Regions from separate parts of the Sus scrofa genome. Here regions 2 and 3 are each linked to region 1. Evidence: chromatin contacts called from public HiChIP or PLAC-seq data. All regions are on one chromosome and are shown on one strand. Each heading gives the region's core, a stretch centred on a gene start, on an enhancer-like site or on the middle of the called end of the contact. The rest is flanking DNA. Distances are from core to core; before and after follow the strand shown.

Region 1 (2,700 bases), core at 160-2,659:
AGTGTCCCCACCAGTCATGGTGCTCAAGGACTTCCCTCTCGGCCCACTGTTGAACTTGGAGTTTTCTGCAAGTGCAAGGCTGCCCAGCCGATGTTCCAGGTGGAGCAGGGAAGCACCGTCCTGCCTGCCTCTGGGAGGGGGTCTGGGAGGTTACATGGAAACAGGCCGTCTGTCACCACGGCTAGAACAGGGGCAGAGCAGGGCTCTGCTGGCTGTGTGCTGGGAGGCATAAACAGGTCCAGTGTCATGAGGGTGGGGAGAGACCCCTGGAGTGGTGGGGAAAGAGAGAGGCCACTCCCGGGGGCTCCCTCTGTGGCCAGCTTTAGTGGCTCCTAGCATCCTTGGCATTCTTAATTTTTTTCTTTTTTGGCCACACCGAGGCATATAGAGTTCTAGACCAGGGATCACGTCCGAGCTGTAGCTGTGACCTACACTGTAGCTGTGGCAACACTGGATCCTTAACCCGGTGTGCCAGGCCAGGTATGGAACCTACCTCCCGGTGTTCCAGAGATGCTGCCGATCCCATTGCGCCCCAGCGGGAACTCCATCCTTGGTATTCTTTCTTTTTTTTTTTTGGTCTTTTTTTTTTGCCTTTTCTAGGGCCGCTCCCACGGCATATGGAGGTTCCCAGGCTAGGGGTCTAAGCAGAGCTGTAGCTGCCGGCCTACGCCACAGCCACAGCAACTCGGGATCCGAGCTGCGTCTGCAACCTACACCACAGTTCATGGCAACGCCGGATCCTTAACCGACTGAGCAAGGCCAGGGATCGAACCCACAACCTTATGGTTCCTAGTCGGATTCGTTAACCACTGCGCCATAACAGGAACTCGGGTCCCTGGCATTCTTTGAATGTGTCTCTCTGTTCTCTGCCTGTGTCACCACGTGATGTTCTCCTCTGTGTCCAAGAGGAGTTAGAGACACCTGCCATTGGATTAGGACCCACCCCTACCCAGGATGACCTCACCTTGATGACACCTGTAAGGACCTATTTCCAGGTTAAGGTCACGAGCACAGGTTCTGGGTGGGCCAACATTTGGAGGACACACTGGCACAGGGTGAGGGTAGAGGCGGTGACGGGGTGGGCAGGGCTGGGAGTGAGTGAGGGGCACGTGACCCGCGGAGGGCCGCCCGGTGCCCCCCTCTCCACCTGACTGCAGGGCCACTCCTTAGAGGTGGTGCCCACACGCATCCTCATCAGCTGGCCTCTGACTCGCCCAGGTCTCCTGTTTGGCTGTGGTCCTGTCTTTGACCCCTTCCAGAGGCTCAGAAGCACTTCTTTCTGCCACGTGCTGCTCCTGGTGCCCCGAGGCCATCAGCGTCAACGTGACCTGGGCCCACACAGAGCTGGGACTTCTGAGTCACTCTGGGTTCACATCTTGGCTCTGCCACTTAGTGGCTGAGTAACGCTGGGTGATGAACTTCCCACTTGATGTCTCAGCTTCCCCATCGTGCAACGTAGCCAGCCCTGGTGCCCACCTCCGAGGAGGCTTGCGTGAGTGATGCATGTAACACTTGGAGCACCCTGCCTGGCACATACAGTAAGCGTTCTATATGTGTGAACTTTTTAAAAAATACCTCTGTTGGAGATCCCATTGTGGCTCAGAGGTTATGAGCCCGACTAGTACCCATGAGGATGAGGGTTCCATTCCTGGCCTCGCTCAGTGGGTGAAGGATCCTGCGTTGCCGTGAGCTGTGGTGTAGGCCAGCAGGTGCAGCTCCGATTTGATCCCTGGTGTGGGCACTTCCACATGCTGCAGGTGTGGCCCTGAAAAAAGCAAAAAACAAACAAACAAATACATATATATGTGTGTGTGTGATAGGTGTGTACATACACACACACACCCCCCCCATCAACAATCATCCTATAACTCTTTCTTCTTCTAACATGATCTCTCCTAGAGAGAAATACTCAAGACATCCCCAGAGAGGAAGAAGCCCACCCAGAACCAGCATCACCACTTCCCAGCCAGGACTTCCCGTCGTGGCACAGTGGAAACAAATCCGACTAGGAACCATGAGGTTACGGGTTCGATCCCTGGTCTTGCTCAGTGGGTTAAGGATCCGGCGTTACCATGAGCTGTGGTGTAGGTCGAATTTGCAGCTCGGATCCTGTGTTGCTGTGGCTGTGGCGTAGGCAGGCAGCAACAGCTCCAATTAGACCCCTAGCCTGGGAACTTCCATATGACGCAGGTGCAGCCCTAAAAAGACAAAAGACAACAACAACAAAAAAACCCAAAATAATTCCCAGCCAGAAAGTGCCAGGTTTTGTACAGAGGGTGGAGGGACTGATACTCTAAGGTCTCGGAGGCATTTTTCCAAGAGTGAGACAGAATGAGGACAGATTCATCTCACTCTCCAAATAGCTCCCCTGTGGGATCAGAGCTAACCTTAGAAGCTCCCCGCACAACATGGGGCGTACAGCTCACTCCCAAGAAATACATACCTAATGAATGCGGCAGCTGGAGTTCCCACTGTGGTGCTGTGGTTTAAGGATCCGACTGCAGGAGTTCCTGTCGTGGCGCAGTGGTTAACAAATCCCACTAGGAACTATGAGGTTGTGGGTTCGATCCCTGGCCTTGCTCAGTCGGTTAAGGATCTGGCGTTGCCGTGAACTGTGGTATAGGTCGTAGACGTGGCTTGGATCCCATGTTGCTGTGGCTCTGGTGTAGGCCGGCGGCTACAGCTCCGATTAGACCCCTA
Region 2 (2,700 bases), core at 40-2,539, 150 kb before region 1:
TCGCAAACTTGGAGTTCCCATCACGGCTCAGTGGTTAACGAATCCGACTAGGAACCATGAGGTTGCAGGTTCGATCCCTGGCCTCGCTCAGTGGGTTAAGGATCCAGCGTTGCCGTGAGCTGTAGTGTAGGTCGAAGACGCAGCTCGGATCCTGCATTGCTGTGGCTGTGGCGTGGGCCGGCGGCTACAGCTCCGATTCAACCCCTAGCCTGGGAACCTCCATATGCCAAGGGAGTGGCCCTAGAAAAGCCAAAAAAAAAAAAAAAAAGAAAGAAAAAAAAGAAACGAACAAACTCGAACTGCATAGGAGATGCTCAATTAAAACGCACTAAGGGGAGTTCCCGTCGTGGCGCAGTGGTTAACGAATCCGACTAGGAACCATGAGGTTGAGGGTTCGATCCCTGGCCTTGCTCAGTGGGTTAACGATTCGGCGTTGCCCATGAGCTGTGGTGTAGATTGCAGACTCGGCTCGGATCCTGCGTTGCTGTGGCTCTGGCGTAGGCTGGCAGCTACAGCTCCAATTTGACCCCTAGCCTGGGAACCTCCATATGCCATGGAAGCGGCCCAAGAAATGGCAAAAAAAAAAAGACAAAAAATAAAAAAATAAAAAATAAAAAATAAAACGCACTAAGGATGTTCCCGCGGTGACTCAGCAGGTTAAGAACCCAACTAGTTCCATCCCAGGGCTCTCTCAGTGGGTTAAGGATCTGGCATTGCCATGAGCTGTGGTGTAGGTCACAGATGCGGCTCGGATCCCAAGTTGCTATGGCTGTGGTGTAGGCTGGCAGTTCCAGCTCTGATTGGACCCCTAGCCTGGGAACTTCCATATGCCGTGGGTGCAGCCCTAAAAAGACAAAAGACAAAAAAAATTTTTTTAATTAATTAATTAATGGTGTTAAAAATCAGTGCTCACTATGTGTAAGCTATTATTTTTAACTTCATTTACTTGACATCTTGAACCGGTTGTCCAGAACAAAAAACAATTTGGCCAGATTATCAGAGGAAAACCATCCTCTCCTAGAAGTTCTGGCCAGCCCAAGTTGTTATTAGTTTCCAAGACCACTGGCCAGCCCCGCGTATTGATTTACGAATGCTTGAGAGCCTGAAAAGTCGACCGTGGATAGTTGAACCACCAAAGATAATGAAGTGAGTTATCTGTATCAGTGATTATGAAATTCCATGGCCTCTCCTCCCCGGGACATGCCAGTTCAATTTTTATTTGAATACTGCTCATCTTTCACCTGCATTCCTCTCAGGGTTAAGCGACCACAGCAGTCTGTCCAGGAGGGGGCAGTAGAGCGCTGTGGCTCAGCCTCCAGGATCCCACAGCCGCGCGCATGCAGAGCCGGGCGAGTTGGGGGAGACTGTCACCCTAGCCTTGGTGAACCCCTGCTTCCTCGACCCACACCCGCAGTTACGGCAGGACCCGCCCACCATGCTCCTAATTCAGTGTCACCCTTTGTCACTCTGGCCTGTTCCTCGACCTGGGTGGCTGACCCCGATGCCAGGACCCAGTGGCCACACAGAGCTCTGCACAGGGCCCCGAAGGGTGCCTACCGCTCTGCTGATGTGCTTCCGGACGAGAAGGTAGAGCAGGGGCAGCATGATGTAGGCCAGCATCTCCCACAGCTTCCCGGTCAGTAGCATCCACAGGACGTAGTCCTCCGCCTCCAGGTTGATCCAGCACCAGCCCACCGACACATCCGAGGCATCGTAGCCAATCTTCTTTAGGGCCACAGCTGCCATGGTGATGGCCAGCGGGACCCCCAGCTGAGGAGTAAGGAGCACATGGAGGCGGTGAGGTCAGGCCTGGCTCCGGCACAGCCAGTGAGGGTGAAGTGACCAGGACGCTCTGCCCGCAAGGAGGATGGTCTTCCGGAGCCTGGAGCAGACCGTGTCCCTGGAGAAAAGGTGGGCAGGGGGTCCTGCAGAGCCCAGGGAGGAGGACACAGGGGACGTGCTGACCACCTGTCTGGCCAGACCCTCACCCGACCCCCAAACCCCTCAGAGGCCGGGTTTGCTTCCAGAACTGCCAGGCTCCCTGGAGACTGGTGCTAGGATGCTGTGGCCGGGGTGGCAGCTCCCTCCGGCACCCAGGGGCCTTTGCACCAGCCTGCGTGCGCCAGCCCCCACATGCAAGCCTCATCCACGCACCCCACCAACACTCAGGCCTCCAGGGCCGGCCTGGGTCTGGCGGGGGCACATGCTAGGCTTGCAGTTGTCTGGGTGGGGGATTCCAGGCTCCACGCACCTGCGACAGGAACCAAAAGAGGGAAGAGGGGCTCTGGGCAGACATGTCTCCCCAGTCCTGAGGCCTCCTTGCTCTATGGGGAGGGACAGGCCTTGGCGAGGACCCCAAGGGCCACCAGACCCCCAATCTCAGGCAGTGCCAGGCTGACTTTTCTAGAGGTTACAGCAATAGCAACACAGCTGGGATTAGGGCCATGCCCCCCTCAGTGGTCCCCATACCAGCCTCCTCACCCAGCCCTGCCTTTTAAATTGTCGGGGTGGGTTTAACCACACACACAAGCTACGTGGCCCCTTGGCAGGTGGTTAAGTGCTTGGACTGCAACAAGCCTAGGTCTGGGTCTCGGCCCGCCCCACTTGGCTGCAACACGCCAGTGTCTTCTCCACAATGTGGGGATGATGCCAGGGCCTTGAGGGATATCAGTGGGTTAAGGAGTATCAGTGGGTTAAGTT
Region 3 (2,700 bases), core at 174-2,673, 170 kb after region 1:
TGCTCTGTGTGCAAAGCGCTGTGCCGTAGGCCCACCAAAAAAAAAAAAAGCACAATTACCCTGTAAGAGAAGCTGGGATCTGTTTTTTGGGTCACTGTTTTCCCAGGTGGTTGGGGGGTGGGGGGACGGTTGACTCACTTTTCCTTGGTCCCCTCCTCCCCTTGTCCCCTTGGGGCTGGCTGGGGGCCAAGGGCTGGGAGATTTGGGCTGTTGCCTTGGTGATGCTTAAATATTGGCTTCAAGTTATGACGGTTAAATAAACACACGGGAGCCTTGGGGAGCTCAAAGTGGCCCTGCCAGTTGTTCCAGATGCCCAGGCAAAGCCCAGGCAAGGACTTGGCTCAGCTGCCAGGAAGCCTGTTGGTCCCTCCTGCGGGGACTCCGAGGACAGGTTAGGGGCTGCGTGTACGCAGGACACTCAGGGACCCACTCTCCTAAAATTCTTGCTGACAGCCGTCTGGCTGAAAGAATGGTGGCCAGGAACCCAGATCCAGAACCTGGGGAAAATTTTCTGAAGGTGGGATGGGCACGGAGGGAGTTCTAGGAGCTCCAATCACTGCAGAAGATAGACAACCCTCATTTTCAGAACTTCGGTGTTGTTTCTAGGAGTTCCCGCTGTGGCTCATTGGGTTAAGAATCCGAGATACTGCCTGTGAGGATCTGGGTTCCATCCTGGCCTTGCTCAGGGGGTTAAGGATCCGGTGTTGCTGTGAGCTGTGGTGTAGGCGGGCAGCTGCAGCTCCGATTCAACCCCTAGCCTGGGAACCTCCATATGCCACAGGTGCAGTCATAAAAAGAAAAAAAAAATTGTTGTTTCTAGAGCCCAGGACCCCACGGCTCTGACTCCACAGGGCACACCCCAGACCCAGGAGCAGAGGAACTGAGATTCGCAGCAGTGGCTGAGAAAAGGAGGACCAGGTCTGGGAAGTGAACTGAAGTTCACCAGAGATAAATTCTCGGTTCCATGCCGGGCTCTGCTGCAGGACCGCTCTTGGACTTGGAGGTGCACAGCAGGTCCTTGGCCACGCAGAGCCTCAGTTTCCCCATCTGGGAGAGAAGGGGACGCCAGCCCTGGCAACGAGTCCCCGTGAAGCCCATCCTGTCACCCTCTCCCCACGCAGCTGTGGCAGATGCACGATGCCTCTTCCAGGATTTACGATGCTGCTGCCCGCAGGGCAGTGGAAACTGTTTGCCTCGCCCATTCCAAAGCATCCACATAATAAACCTCCACTCCCGGCTTGGCTCGGCCCATCGGCTTGTCCTGCTGCGTGCGCAGGGGTGGGAAAAGCACACACATTTGGGCAAGGGTGGGGTGCAGACTGCTCCCTCTGGACAACGTTGGAGCATCGGGCGGTGCCGGGAGGGGCCCTGCGTGTTGGACACCAGGATGAGGTCACCGCTGTCCTGGCCTGGGGTGTGATGTGTCAGCAGGCAGCCACTGGCCCACGTGCCATGATTCATAGCGGTTCACATTCTTGACCCTTGGCCTGCCCTTCTGGCCCCCTCCTTGTTCCCGTTCCAGCCCCCACCCCCGGAGCCAGGGGAGGGGGCGGGTACCAGCCCCAGGAAGCCAGGAGGCTGAGCAGCGAGGCAGGGCACCTGCGGGGCCGGGTGCACCCTGGACCCACTGCTGAGGCTCCTACGGGGGAAGGAGGCACAGGGATAACGGTGAATGTTTATCAAGGCCTTACCATATATTAACTGTATGTCCTTTTTTTTTTTTTTATTTTTTGCTTTTTAGGGCTACAGCCGTGGCATAAGAAAGTTCCCAGGCTAGGAGTTCACATCGTGGCTCCGTGGTTAACGAATCTGACTAGGAACCATGAGGTTGCAGGTTTGATCCCTGGCCTTGCTCAGTGGGTTAACGATCCGGCGTTACCATGAGCTGTGGTGTAGGTGGCAGACATGGCTCGAATCCCGCGTTGCTGTGGCTGTGGCGTAGGCCGGCGGCTACAGCTCTGATTGGACCCCTAGCCTGGGAACCTCCATATGCCGCGGGAGCGGCCCTAGAAAAGACAAAAAGACAAAAAAAAAAGTTCCCAGGCTAGGAGTCAAACTGGAGCTGGAGCTGCTGGCCACAGCACCTCGGGATCTGAGTCCATGCCGCATCTTTAACTCACTGCATCGCAAAGGAACTCCACCCCCTGCAACATTTTTGCCGGAGCCCCAGCACCTGCGGGAATTCCTCCTCTGCACGTCCCGGCAGGAGGGAAATGCTCAGCTCTCAAGAGCAAAACATGGTCCCATCCTCCAGTCACTCTGTAACTTCAGTTTATGAGCGAATCCCAAAAAGGACTTTGTAAAATCCCTCTCAGAGGGTCTGACCCAGTCGGCTAGTCGGGAAGGTGGAGCCAGGGTCTGCATGAGACACAGGATGCTGAACCTCAGGTGACTGGATGCAGGCAGGTCCAGAAGCATGTCCTGAGAATCCCTGAAACATCGTTCAGATCGGACCTGCGGGTGGAGCTCGTCCCCGGCTCGAGCAGGAGCCCAGAGCTCCGCTCAGCCAGAGAGAGCACTCCCTGTGCCCTGTCCAGGGACCAGAGGCCCTGGTCCCACCGTAGCCAGCTGATGCCAGGCAACCGGAGGAGGAGAGATTGGATTCAAACTCCCATTGACTCCGAAGCTCATGCATGCGCATTCTGGGAGAGCCCCAAGGCAGCTCTGGGCTCTGCCCAGACCCCAGCATGAAGGGTTTAT

The links. HiChIP or PLAC-seq counts read pairs in DNA pulled down with a chosen protein or histone mark.
Region 2: a contact with region 1 is called in an H3K27ac HiChIP or PLAC-seq map of alveolar macrophages. The contact joins two enhancer-like sites. A contact is called at or near these places in 2 of 47 Hi-C or Micro-C datasets (embryonic fibroblasts and skeletal muscle) and 1 of 2 datasets of contacts at active chromatin or transcription factors (alveolar macrophages).
Region 3: an H3K27ac HiChIP or PLAC-seq map of alveolar macrophages shows a contact between it and region 1. The contact joins two enhancer-like sites. A contact is called at or near these places in 2 of 5 promoter capture datasets (fetal skeletal muscle and liver), 23 of 47 Hi-C or Micro-C datasets (adipose tissue, blood, embryonic fibroblasts and 13 more) and 2 of 2 datasets of contacts at active chromatin or transcription factors (alveolar macrophages and skeletal muscle).

What each region holds. Positions count from the first base shown.
Region 1 is chr6:69,711,697-69,714,396 of Sscrofa11.1, forward strand. No RefSeq gene overlaps it. Among named protein-coding and RNA genes, the nearest start is that of SPSB1, 7.5 kb to the right of the region's middle. Within about 2 kb of position 1,410, at least 2 of the 83 cell types and tissues checked have an H3K27ac peak or open chromatin away from gene starts, as enhancers often do. A contact at or near this core is called in alveolar macrophages, where this site is marked.
Region 2 is chr6:69,563,417-69,566,116 of Sscrofa11.1, forward strand. GPR157 (G-protein coupled receptor 157) reads right to left here. Exons shown (of 4, transcript XM_021095284.1): 2 at 1,558-1,770. Among named protein-coding and RNA genes, the nearest start is that of GPR157, 17 kb to the right of the region's middle. Within about 2 kb of position 1,290, at least 5 of the 83 cell types and tissues checked have an H3K27ac peak or open chromatin away from gene starts, as enhancers often do. A contact at or near this core is called in alveolar macrophages, where this site is marked.
Region 3 is chr6:69,881,783-69,884,482 of Sscrofa11.1, forward strand. No RefSeq gene overlaps it. Among named protein-coding and RNA genes, the nearest start is that of SLC25A33, 52 kb to the right of the region's middle. Within about 2 kb of position 1,424, at least 17 of the 83 cell types and tissues checked have an H3K27ac peak or open chromatin away from gene starts, as enhancers often do. A contact at or near this core is called in alveolar macrophages, where this site is marked.